Regions from separate parts of the Mus musculus genome. Here region 1 is linked to region 2. Evidence: chromatin contacts called from public Hi-C data. All regions are on one chromosome and are shown on one strand. The core of a region is the stretch at or near the end of the contact, and the rest is flanking DNA. Distances in the headings are between cores, read along the strand shown. Region 1 holds the start of Alkal1 (ALK and LTK ligand 1). Region 2 has its middle 67 kb from the start of 4732440D04Rik.

Region 1 (6,160 bases), core at 3,385-5,884, 77 kb after region 2:
ACATGAAACTTGAGGAGGCTTGTTGTGGGGATCTGAAGCAAGTTGGAGATAGGAAATAGGGACTGAATATGATTATGTTTCATTATATACATGTATGGTATGAACTTTTCAATAAAGAAAATGTAATATTAAGAATATTTAGGTTAATATTGTCGTTACTTTTGGATAGGGCTGGGAATGTACTTTATAGCTAAAGCATTGGTCTAGCATATAGAAGACCCTAAGTTAGATTTTCAGCACAGGAAAGAAAAATGGAAAGAGAGAGAGAGAGAGAGAGAGAGAGAGGAAGGAAAGAAGGAAGGAAGGCAGGCAGGCAGACTGGGGAAAATACATAAGAATAGATTTTCCCCTCAATAATTTTTAAAATTTTTGCAATGTATTAAATATATGACCATAGCTTGAAATGTTGAATAAGGTTTATGTAGTACTTTATTAGGTGTGCTTCAGTGGTTACACAGGATTCTACTTGTCCTCCCTATCATTCAGTCTTCTGATGAGCACTTGAACATAACAGCAAAGTGCATCAGGTACCACTAACTTCTGTTTCCCTGAAGAAACACTCATTATGTTGACTGAAGTCACTGGTTCCCTTCTCCATTTTCCAGGGGAGGTATGACAGATGCTCTGGGGTGTATCGATGATTTGGCCCTTTGTTGGGTTTTGTCATGTTGTGCCAACCAGGCCCCAGCTCAGAGAGCATTGGTGTCAAGAATTTAGAGGAATGTAACAGGTTTTATTAAATGATTTAAAAAGAAAACAAATGACTGGTTTTGGTGGTACATACTTATAATCATATCACTAAGGATGCTGAGGCAGGAGAATTACAAAGTCAAGCCTAACTTTGATTAATTAGTGTGAGTCTGTTAGAAAAACAAAGGAGCAATTCTTAATAAATCATAGCAGGAAGCTGAGGGCAGAAATACATAAAAGAAATCAACTGTGAGTGCCAGAGATGTTGCCCAGTGAGTGACTTGAACCCCCTTAGAGTTTTCCTATAATTCTTAAATTAAGAGGAATGTGAGGGCAGCAAGCAGAGAAAAACTCCATAACATCATAAAGTTCTCAGGACACATAGTCCTTGGAGCTGTGTCATGTGACTGTGGTAACCCCAGGGGCTGCATTCTAGATCTTCTCTCCATTTGAGACTTGATACTGAAATGGTTTATTTTATTTACATGAAAAATAAATGAAGCTTTGGATTTGCTTCTTTTTTTTTAAACAATTTATTAGATAACTTCTTCATTTACATTTCAAATGCTATCCCAAAAATCCCCTATACCCCCCCACCCCCACCCAACCCACCCACTCTTGCTTCCTAGCCCTGGCATTCCCCTGTACTGGGGCATATAATCTTCTCAAGACCAAAGGCCTCTCCTCTCACTGATGGCCTACTAGGCTATCCTCTGCTACATATGCAACTAGAGACACAAGCTCTGGGGGGGTACTTGGTTAGCTCATATTGTTGTTCCTCCTAAAGCAATAATTTCTTTTCTTTAACTGTACTACATAATACTATTCTTGTAAACGTATTGCAAAACACATTGTTTTGTTTTGTTTTGTTTTGTTTTGTTTGTTTTGTTTTGTTTTGTTTGTAACCACTTACTAGAAGAAAACTAAAATGTAATCACATTGTAATTTAATACTGCTGGAAAGATTTTGCTGGGATATATAAGTGATGGAACAAAGAATAAAGTATGAGGGTTGGAACATCCATAAAAAAAATGAAGGAAAAAATAAAGCTTGAGTATTGAGACTTAAAAAGCATATTTCTAAATGTATACTTCAAATTTTGAATTATTTAGCTGCAGGTAATTGGTGCTTTTTTTTATATAGTGCCAGAACTCAGGTGTCAGACATGGTGTATTTTCATGACTTCGAGGCCACCCTAGTCTGTTATTGAGTTTCATTCTATTCTGAACTACAGAGTGAGACACTGCCTATAAAACAAGCTAACAGAATTATTTTAAAAATGAGTTATCGTCTTGGTTACTGGTCTGTTGCTGTTATGAGACACCACGACCAAAACAACTTTTAAAAGAAATACTAGCTTACAGTTTTAGAGGGTTAGTCCATGATCATTATGGTGAAGAAGATAGTGGTAGCAGGCAGGCATTATGTTGGAACAGTAAGTGCTCACATGATCCACAAGTTGCAGACAGAAAAAAAAAAGAGAGAGAGGGGAATGGAGAGAAGGGACAAGGACTGGAGAGGGCCAGTGGATTGTGCTTTAGACTGGGCATAGTGTAGGCTTTTGAAACCTCAAATCCACCCCTAGTGACACATTTCTTCCAACAAGGCCACACCTGCTAATCCTCATCAAACAGTTCCACTAACTAGGGCTCAAACACTCAAACTTATCAGCCTATTGAGACCATTCTGGTTCAAACCACCACAGTTACTAAGTGTCCTTTTCTAAACAGAACACTCATTATTTACATACAAAATATCACATGAAGGAAGTTAGCAACTATTGTGAGATTAGATCTAAGCTGAAACTTCGAGTAGCCACTTGAACATACTAGCATTTGGTAACAGGTAGCACTCAAGGAAACAGCAAGAAATCACAAAGAAAAGCCCTACAACAGAGAGGTGCAGACAATTTGCTCATTTTGACAAAATTATTATGCTGTTTTCTAACAGTGGGGGCAGAGGCTGTCTTGGACCCTTTTGCCTGCTTTTAGAACTCTTTTCCTCCTACTGGGTTGCCTCATCCAACCTTGATATGAAGGTATGTGTCTAGTCTTATTGTAACAAGTTATGCCATGTTCTGTTGATATTCCTGGGAGACCTGCTCTTTTTTGATGAAAAATGGAGGCAGAGTGGCTCTGGGGGAGAGGGGAGGGAGTGAGAGGGAGTGGGATAGGGAAGGTAGGGGAAATTGTGTTTGGAATGTAATATGAGAGAAAAGTAAAAAAGAAAAAGGAATAAAGTTTTTTTGAGAGAGAGAGAGAGAGAGAGAGAGAGAGAGAGAGAGAGAGAGAGAGAGAGAGAGAGAATCTTGCCCTGTTTCACACTGTCCAAACCCAAGCAACAAGTCCCAGACCACCTGTCAAGAGTTTCTTGGTTTCTTACCTTCCTTTTGGCACTAAGAAGAAAAAAACAGCTCTCATGCTTTTTTTTCCCTCCTAGCGACTTGGGGGTTCATGTCTGTCACTTCTGTATTTTCTCTAGCAGTGTTATTTCACACTCTGGTCTCCACCCTCACTCACCCCCCACTCCCTGCGCCTTGTGTTCCAGAGTAATACTAAACTTCCGATCTGATATTTCTAATTAAATTTAAATGTGAAATTCTTGTTCATGTCTGTGAACTTGTAATTTCTCAGCATTTCACTTAAGACGTGAGAAAGTTTGTTCCTTCTGCTAAGGACTCTTAAGGCTGCCTGGGAATGGGAGCATCAACATGCTATGGTGTTTGCTTAGGAATCAATGGTTCGCTTACTGCTTCCTCAAGCGTTCTGAGTGGGAAGTCTGCACAACAACTTTCTTGAAAGAGTTCTAGTCAAAGGCATGACTTTATAAAGCTCTTATAAAAGTGTTTTGTGCCTCCTGCTACAATTTCCTGGGCATGCTTGAAAACGTAATGCTTGAGTAAATTGAGATTTTTTATTTTCAGTTTGAGACACACAGGTCTCTTTGAAGAGAAATTTCGAGCCAATCAATGATTAGAGAACCACAGAGCCTTTCCATCCCCCTCAGTTATGAGAGGGTAATTAATAATCAAGCATGGGCATGTTGATATGTATACTTAAGTCAGGCAGACAAAATGGCTCAAATCATAACTGACAAAGTACTGCTTCATCTAAGACTCTTGATTTTAAACGAATGAATTTATCCTCTCCCATTCTTTGATATTAACACCGACAAAACTTTGTGATAAGAGTCCCATAATTATAGATAGATAGATAGATAGATAGATAGATAGATAGATAGATACATAGATAGAGGATAGATAGTTAGATAGATAGATAGATAGATAGATAGATAGATAGATAGATAGATAGATAAAAACAGGCAAATAAAAAAACCAGCCATGAAGATCTCTAGTCTCCAGTACAGAGGTAGTTGTGCCCCGGTGTGGCCACTCATGGCTTCTGCTGTCCCGATTATAAATCCTTTGACTTTCTAGGGGAGGCTCTGCCTCCTCTAGGTCTCTGACCGATGGGGACTCTGGACTCAGGGACAGCGGGAATGCTCACCTGGCCAGCTCTGTGGCATTGCGGAGCTCATGATCCAAGAGCTCTGCACCCTGCCTCTGCCAGCAGAAACCCCATCCCGCTCTCTTGTGTCCAGAGCTACAAGTTGCTTTCGATCCCATGGACCAACGGAAGCCATGACCCAGAGACCCACAATTAAGGCATGAGACAGAGCCGGATAGAACTTGTGACTCGCCGGTGCGACTTGGTCCTGTCTCTGCCCCACATCCTGAAGCCGAGGAAAAGATCCCCCCGGAAGCTGCGTGAGCTCCGGAGGGTCCTGTGTCCCGACATACCCTCGTCCTGGGTTCTCTTGGTCCCCCAGCACCGCCCCGCCTCCGGTCCCCGCCCAGCGCCCTAGAGCGTTTAGACCTAGTCACCCGCGCCTCCAAGTTCCATTGCCGCCCCAGCCTGCCGCTCCCAGCTACGGACACGGAGGCCATGTGGCTCACTAAGCCCAGCACCCCGGTGTCCGCACTGCTGCTGCTGGCGCTGGCTTTGTCCCCGCCTGGGACTCAGGGGCGGCCCCAGAGAAGCTTGGCAGCGCGTGTCGCTGAGCTCAGGCCAGAGCTCTTCCTCCCTGTGACAGGGACTCGCCTGCCTCCCAGAGCCTCCCGGAGCACAGGTAAGCCCTGTATGACCCCTGACCTGCCCTTTCTACAGTCTAACCACTCTTATAGCTGGGCAAGCTGCTGTCGGGAAGGCTGAATTAAGTAGAGCAGAGGGTGGACACCTGTAGATTCCTGGGAATCTTTTCCCTGGGAAGGAAATAACAGGTTGACTATATTTGCCTTGGTTCAGTCTTCAACAACAAAATTCGTCTGGGGGGAAAAAAATCAGCTTTATATGCCTCATTCCTAACTGTGGGAGGTCTTTTGGAAATACATTAACCCAACTGTGGAAAGACTCGGGTCGCAACCTTGCCTTTCAGGATGATGGACAATCTATGTATGTGACAATAGATCACCGTCCAGAGATCTCTCTGGGTCTTCTGCGGTTTAACTAACATGGCACTCCTCAGGCAGAGTGGGAATTTCAGGGAGCTGCCACGGCTGAGGCTGCTTCGATCTTTTTTGCCCCTGGATCAGTTAGATGGGCCCTAAACGCTACAATCTCTTCCAATGTCAAGTCTGGACATTCCTGCTATCAAGATGCTTAGGAGGAAGGTAGGAAAAGTTGTCAGGATAGAGAACCAGCACCGCAAGACACCTACACACAGAGATGTGTGAATGAAAAGGCAAGGGGAACAGGAGGTGTAGAGAAAGGATTGCTGGGAGCAGTGTAAGAGGCTGGCAGGTGGTGGTGAGGAAGAGAAAAGCCACTTTGGAGTATCTTTGCATAAGCCTGTAGTCAGAGCAAGGGGAAGCTGGAGCAAAGGGCCTGTCTCCCTGGCCTTCACTGAACTTGCTGAGAGAACAAAGCAAGCACAGGGGTGGCTTGGGTTAATTATACCACTGCACCCAAGGCCTCTTCTGCACCCTCTCTCCCTTTCTCTCTTGCTCCTTCCTTGAGCCTTATTTTCTTCCTTCCTTTTCTTCTCCCTCCATTCATTTTAATTCCCTTTTGTCTGAAGCAGAGTCGCACTTTGTAGCCCCCGCTTCACAGCCTCCTGGGTCAGCCTTAGAATTATTGGCATATACTACCATAGTAGCTCAGGCTTCACTTTAAAGAAAACAAGAGGTGAGGATTTCTTAGTCTCTCTCTCTCTCTCTCTCTCTCTCTCTCTCTCTCTCTCTCTCTCACTCTCTCTCTCTCACTCTAGCTGGTTTTGTTTTGTCTTGAAGTTTTACTCCATAGTTCAGACTACTTGGAACTCAATCTATAGTTCAGGCTGTCCTTGAATTTGCAGAAATCTTCCTGCCTTCACATCCCAAGTTCTGGGCTAAGAGGTGACCCATACCTATTTTACCAGTTATGATATAAATATATTCCCAGTCACCCTATAGCTTCTAGTGAGAAATTCCTTC
Region 2 (6,001 bases), core at 967-3,466:
CCGAAATGATGTTGTAATTCTCCTTAACTGCCTTAGAACCGTCATCATCCAATTCCAGTAGAGCTGGAGAGCTCGTGTTGCTGGTGTCACTTGTAATCTCTCTGGAATTCTGCTCTGCAAGTGACTATGACCTTAACTAGCCTAGGAGATGAACACGAATGCTTATGTTCTTAACCACAACTCTTCTGAAAACGCATAGCCTGTCTCACAAGCATAAACTCCGCATTCCCAGCATTTTCTCTCATCACAAATTACAGTTTAGCTCCCTGTGCGACCTGTTTCGCTATAGCTTCTGGGTGTCTCATACTGCCTTTAAACCAGGTTGAGTTTTCTAACACGAAGCTATACTTTTCCCTTCTGCCTTCGTCCACTTAACAGCTCCCAGAAGTACCACATTCTCATGAGTGTTCCAGTTTAACCTCGGCCAAGGGGGTGAGAGCAGCTTCCTGTGAAGCTTGATATTGGTTGTTTCATCTTCTGAACACGTCCACTAAAGGGCTTGCCTTACAGTCATAAAAGCAATGCACATATATGTAAATACAGTGACATGTTCTAGAACAGTGCCCTTCTAAATAAGAACATTAAGAAATGCACTTTGCATTTGATCATGCATTTAATCATCAATCCAGCCCTAATAAGCCCACATAGGCTGGGAGTAGCAGATCCTCTTCCAGTTCTAGGTCCTGGTTTGCCAACAGACCTCCACATTAACCAGTAGTGACTAGAAACATACATACCCCTCACTGCTACAAAAGTCAGCATAGCCACTGTCTACTGAGACCATTACAATCTTACGTCATAAACTAGCTACAGTGTTTAGGCCAGAACATCAAGAGCTAGGTAGGATTTATTGACCTTTTGCAATGCAGTAACAGAATGCCTGACAGAATTCTTTTGACTCCCGTCTTCATGGTAGGAGAAACTCAGATCATAAAAGCAAGAATATGTTGGTAAAGTTGTTCATATTAAGCTGACCAAGAAACAGAGTGAAGCATGAAAGGGGCAGGGATAACATGTCCCTGAGAACTTTCCTCCAGGAACTCACCACTTTCAGCTCATTTCTACTTGACAAAGTCTACGTACAGAACTCTCCCAAAATATCTGGGCCCAAGTGTTCAAAATTTGATCCTTCAGAGGATATTTCAGGTTCAGCATGTAACATTATTGTGTATGTAATAAATTGAAAGGACATGGTTGTATTCAAGAAATAGTCATCACTTTTATCACTTTTATAGAAAGAGCTATTACAATCTACAAATATGTTTAGTTTTCTGAATACTCTCATGAGTAAGTATTCATGTATTAATTTTGTTATTTTTTTATAAATGTACACCACACTTGTAAGTAATAGGTTGCTATGAAAAATATTAATAAATTCTGTATCCCTGTTGGAAAGTAGATATTGGATGAAGCTTAAAAGTTTTTTCTAACCTGGCTAGCTCCCAAATAATTGAGTCTGAGACCTATTGAAATATTTATTCAACAAGCTTTAAGCACAATTGACTAATTTTTCTAACCCTCTATGCTTACCTAACTACTTCCCAGCCACATGCCCCAACTTACTGGTATTTAGTCTCTCCCTGGCTTGCTTTGCTGTAGCTATCTGTCCTTATGGAGAACTCCCTTGGCAACTCCTACTTACGGAGACCTTCATCTTTCTCTACCTGTCTCATGGCCCTTCTTCTGGACCCTCTGCCTCTGACAAGCCTTGGTCTTGGCTGAGCTGCTCATTCTTTTAGAAGCGGCACCACCATAGGCCGCTCCTCCAGTTTGCCAGTTACTTATCCACTTTTTTTTTTCACTTCTTTTTCCCAGGTAGAGAGGTTATCTGGCTTTCTGAGTATATTCTTCATGCATATTTTTAAATATAATAAATCCACATGGAATTGGGAGTGGCCCAGATTATTTATACATATCTTGAATTTTGAGCACTTTTAACAGCTTATAGCATTTCTATTTTATAAGTACAGATGCTGACAGTAAAAGCATATTAGAATGATATTTAGAAAATTCCCATTAAATAATGCCTGACATTAAAGTGACTTTTTAGTGCTCATGTGCAGGGAAATATAAAACATTTATTCTGACTGAGTCCCAAATATAACTACAAGATGGAAGATCACGTATTCAAGATTACTGTAAACCAGAAGTGGGAGTATCTACCTCTGATCACAGCACTCTGGAGGCTGAAGCAAGTAGAAAACCACATTCAAATTCAACCTAGGGTACTCAGATCCCATTGTTAAAATTAACAGACAAGCCCACAAAGAAAGGGGCTGAGTGTAGTCTCCCCTCCCCCAGCCTGAAACCTGCTTGCTCAGGGGTGGAGCTTGCCGCTCAATCCTTCTGCCACGCCCACTGCTGGAGCCTGCCGCTTTGCTGTTCTGAAGCCATCACGTGTTCACCTGCAACCTTACTCCAAGATTATTTGGCGGGAGTCGGCCCCTCCGCTTCCTTCATAATGGAGTGTCGGAGAAGTAAAATTGAACCTTGAGCAGAGCCTTGTCTTGGTTCCGTCTTTATCTCGCCGCCTAGCCCCTCTTCTCTTCCAGGTTTCCAGAATGCCTCTCCAGGCTAGAACCCAGACCTGTGATCTGCTGGCCGGAGACAACAGCTGAGGAGATGGTTCACTTGATACAGTGTTTGCCACATATGAGGAACTGAGTTCAGATCTCAAATACCCATGTCAAAAATAAAAACAAAAACAAAACAACAGCAGCAGCAGCAACAACAACAACAAAGACAGGCATAGCAGCAAATACCTGTAATCCCAGTGCTGGACACAGACTGTAGCATCCCGGAAGTTTATTGCCAGCCTGACTAGCTGAGTCAGTGAGGCAGCTTCAGTAAGAGACCTGATTAAAAATAAAGTGGAAAGCAACTGAGGAGGACGTGTGATGTATCTTCAACATCCATATTCATGTTCATATTAAAGTATGCCACTTGTACACACAAGTACACATGAATACCTACAAAAAAAATAAAACAACCCTACAAAGTTCACTGTAGTAGCAAACCACAGTGGGTGTTACTGGAATCGACAGTGATTTTCATGATTAAGAAAACAACCATTTCTTGTAAAGGACATGGTTCATGAGTCATGGAAAATGACAGAGTGACAATGTCTTCTCCATGGGCTTCTCATGATAATTTGAGCTGCTCAGATAAATCCTACACTTACAAGAAACTTGATTTTCTGACCAGACTTTGTACTTGAAAGAAATAAACATTTTGCTTTAAGGAATATTCTGGGTAAGAGCAAACACGGTAAACCATTCACACATTATAGGACAAAACACAAAGATGTTAATGTCTAAAGATCAGGACACACACTGAAGGCCACACAGAAGCTGAGTTGACGAGAACCTGCAGTCAGCCACTTCCAGTTCCCATTAGGATCCCATCCTTTACCTTGGCTAGGCTTATCAGAGATCCCACAGCATCGGTGCCCATTACCAAACTTCATCATCACCTTCCTTGAAAAATCTCGACTTGTTTCCTATAGAAAATTCCAGTGTCTTTTGCAGAACCTGCTGTAAGGAACAGGGTATCTACTTAACAGAATTGCTTTAAAAATGGATTCCAAAGAAAACAACTTTAATATATACAGTTTGTTTTTTAAAACCCATTTCTCTCAACCTTGAATGTACTGTAGCCACAAACTTTATCTGAAACACATAAAAATGTTTATGAAATGTATTGTTGAAGTAAATGTGAAAAGTAAAACATGTAGAAGAAAATAGGAAAATACCATCGTATATTTGAGGAAAAAAAAAACCAACAAATTTCTTACACAGATCAAAAAAAAAAAAGATACACGTATAAAGAGGATCAATACATTGAATTTTTTTTTGCATATTTGACTCATAGTCCTGACAAATGTATTAGAGACTTTATTGTTAGGTGGATTTTGTTTGTAATTATTTTATCTTTTTCACATATTTACCATTTAGTTTTGTTTTCTGTGATACTTTTACCTTCATTTTTTTCTGAGGATGTAGCTCAGTTGGTAGAAATCTTAGCTAACATGCTCAAAGACCTGGGTTTAATCCCAAGCAGTGCATAAGCCAGTGGGGCAATTTATGCCTGAGATCCACACACTCAAAGATGTAAGCATAAGATCAGAAGTTTAAGGTTTCCCTCAACTGTATATAGCTAGTTCAAGGTCCACTTGGGCAGTGTGAGACCTTATTTCAAAAAACTCTATTTATCTATCTCTCTACTATCTCTCTGCATATATATAATATACATAATATAATATGTAATATAAATATATAATTTTTAAATCCTACCCTCATTTTCTCCCTATTCATAGTATCTAACATAATTTTTTTATCTTTTTGTATTTATTTTGCTTTCCTGTAGAAAATATATTGAATGTATTTTAAGCATGTGTTTTATTGTTATGTTGACTTTATTTTCTCAAGAGAACTATAGTTCTTGAGATTGTATTCTGCTTTCCTTTTGCCTCCATGTAAAAGTCCCATACATTGAATGTTTTCCTGCTGGCCATTTCATTGAGTCCAGTTTATAAGGTTCATTTTCCCGTAGGTATCTATATGGTTTTGTTTCTAGTCATGTCCCACTTCCCAAATATATTGTTAACAAGCATATAAGACCCCCTGGTTTCTCTTGATATTGTTTCTATTAATATTTAAGGATTTTGATTCCAAAATATTTTGGCTATCAATCTCTTTTCTAACATTTCAAGGATCTGCACTAACTTGTGGAGCAGATTTACCATGTTTTTCGATCTGAGTAGCATCCTTCAGTGTGCTTCCCCCTATACATTTGCTGAACCTCAAAGAGGTTGATCATAAGTGATGTTAATTACCTTTATATTGTTGTAATCAAATGCCACGGCAAAACATCTTAAATGGTGATTATTTGTTTTAGTTCCTGTCTATTCGTTGGCTCTTGAATCTAGATCTGCAGTACAGCAGAAGGCCATGATAATCAGGGCACAAGGCAGGAACTGCTCACTCCAAAAGACAGGAAACAGAGGCTAGGCATCTAGGGCAGAGTACAGTGCTCAACAACTGTACCCAGTAACCTATCCTCTATCTAGGGAGGACTTTCAACTTTTTCTAAAAACTTCAGTACATGAATCTTTGGGGAAGAATATTTCATCCCTACAAAAGACATTGTTCAAATGAATCATTTGTTATTTTAAAAATCCAAATTAAAAATGTACCATATAGCATAGATGAAGCCTAGGCCAGGGATATTATATAGTGGTATATTTTTATTTCTTTGTTTATTTAGAGACAAGCCTTAAGCTCATGACATTCCTGCCTTTGCTTTTTGAGTGCTAAAATTACAGGTATCTACTATAGTACTAGTTTATTTTGATTTTTTTGTTTTGTAATATTTTTAGTGTGTGTGTGTGTGTGTGTGTGTGTGTGTGTGTGTGTGTGTGTGTTTATGCACACATGTGTAAAGCTCCCTGTGAGGCCAAAAGAATGTGTTGGCTCCCACAGAACTATAGTTACAAAGAACTGTGAGCTGCCAGCCATGAGTATTGGGAACCAAATTCTGGTTCTGTGGAAGAGCAGTAAAGATTATTAACTACAGAGTTCTCTCTCCTGCCCCTTGGTTTGAACTTTTAAAGGCAGGTCCATCTTTCTGGGAGTGCCACAGAGTAGTACATAGGGACCCAGCCCCAGCACCACTGTCCTCCAGCTCTTGACTGCAGGCTCTCTTCTGTTGCCCCTGGCTCCAGCTGAAGTACCACCTAAGTCTGCAGCACATCAAAGGGAAGGAGTCTGACTCTACTGATGCTCTTCCACAGGGTATCGAGGGGACATTAAGAAAATCTACCTGCTGTCTCAGCTCAGATGGGAAGACATCGCATTACTTCTCAAAATAAATCAAATCTGCTCCTTGCCTCACTCATACTCCAAAATAATGCAAATATGTCACTTTTTATAGCCAGAGGTATGCACAGAATATCGGGAAAATAAGTTTAACCAATGTATATGTAGGTCAAAATATTTTTAAA

Evidence for each region. A called contact is a pair of places that touch in the nucleus more often than the background predicts.
Region 1: a contact with region 2 is called in a Hi-C map of embryonic stem cells, with 2.0 times the contacts expected there. The contact joins the promoter of Alkal1 here to the enhancer-like site in region 2. A contact is called at or near these places in 1 of 15 datasets of contacts at CTCF or cohesin (the NIH/3T3 cell line), 4 of 484 Hi-C or Micro-C datasets (bone marrow-derived macrophages, embryonic stem cells and nephron progenitors), 1 of 115 datasets of contacts at active chromatin or transcription factors (embryonic stem cells) and 1 of 9 other capture datasets (adipose tissue).

The regions. Positions count from the first base shown.
Region 1 is chr1:6,354,697-6,360,856 of GRCm38.p6, forward strand. It overlaps Alkal1 (ALK and LTK ligand 1), which reads left to right and starts at 4,635. Exons shown (of 5, transcript NM_001195732.1): 1 at 4,635-4,818. The coding sequence starts at 4,635.
Region 2 is chr1:6,280,270-6,286,270 of GRCm38.p6, forward strand. No RefSeq gene overlaps it. Among named protein-coding and RNA genes, the nearest start is that of 4732440D04Rik, 67 kb to the left of the region's middle. Within about 2 kb of position 2,217, at least 19 of the 459 cell types and tissues checked have an H3K27ac peak or open chromatin away from gene starts, as enhancers often do. A contact at or near this core is called in embryonic stem cells, where this site is marked.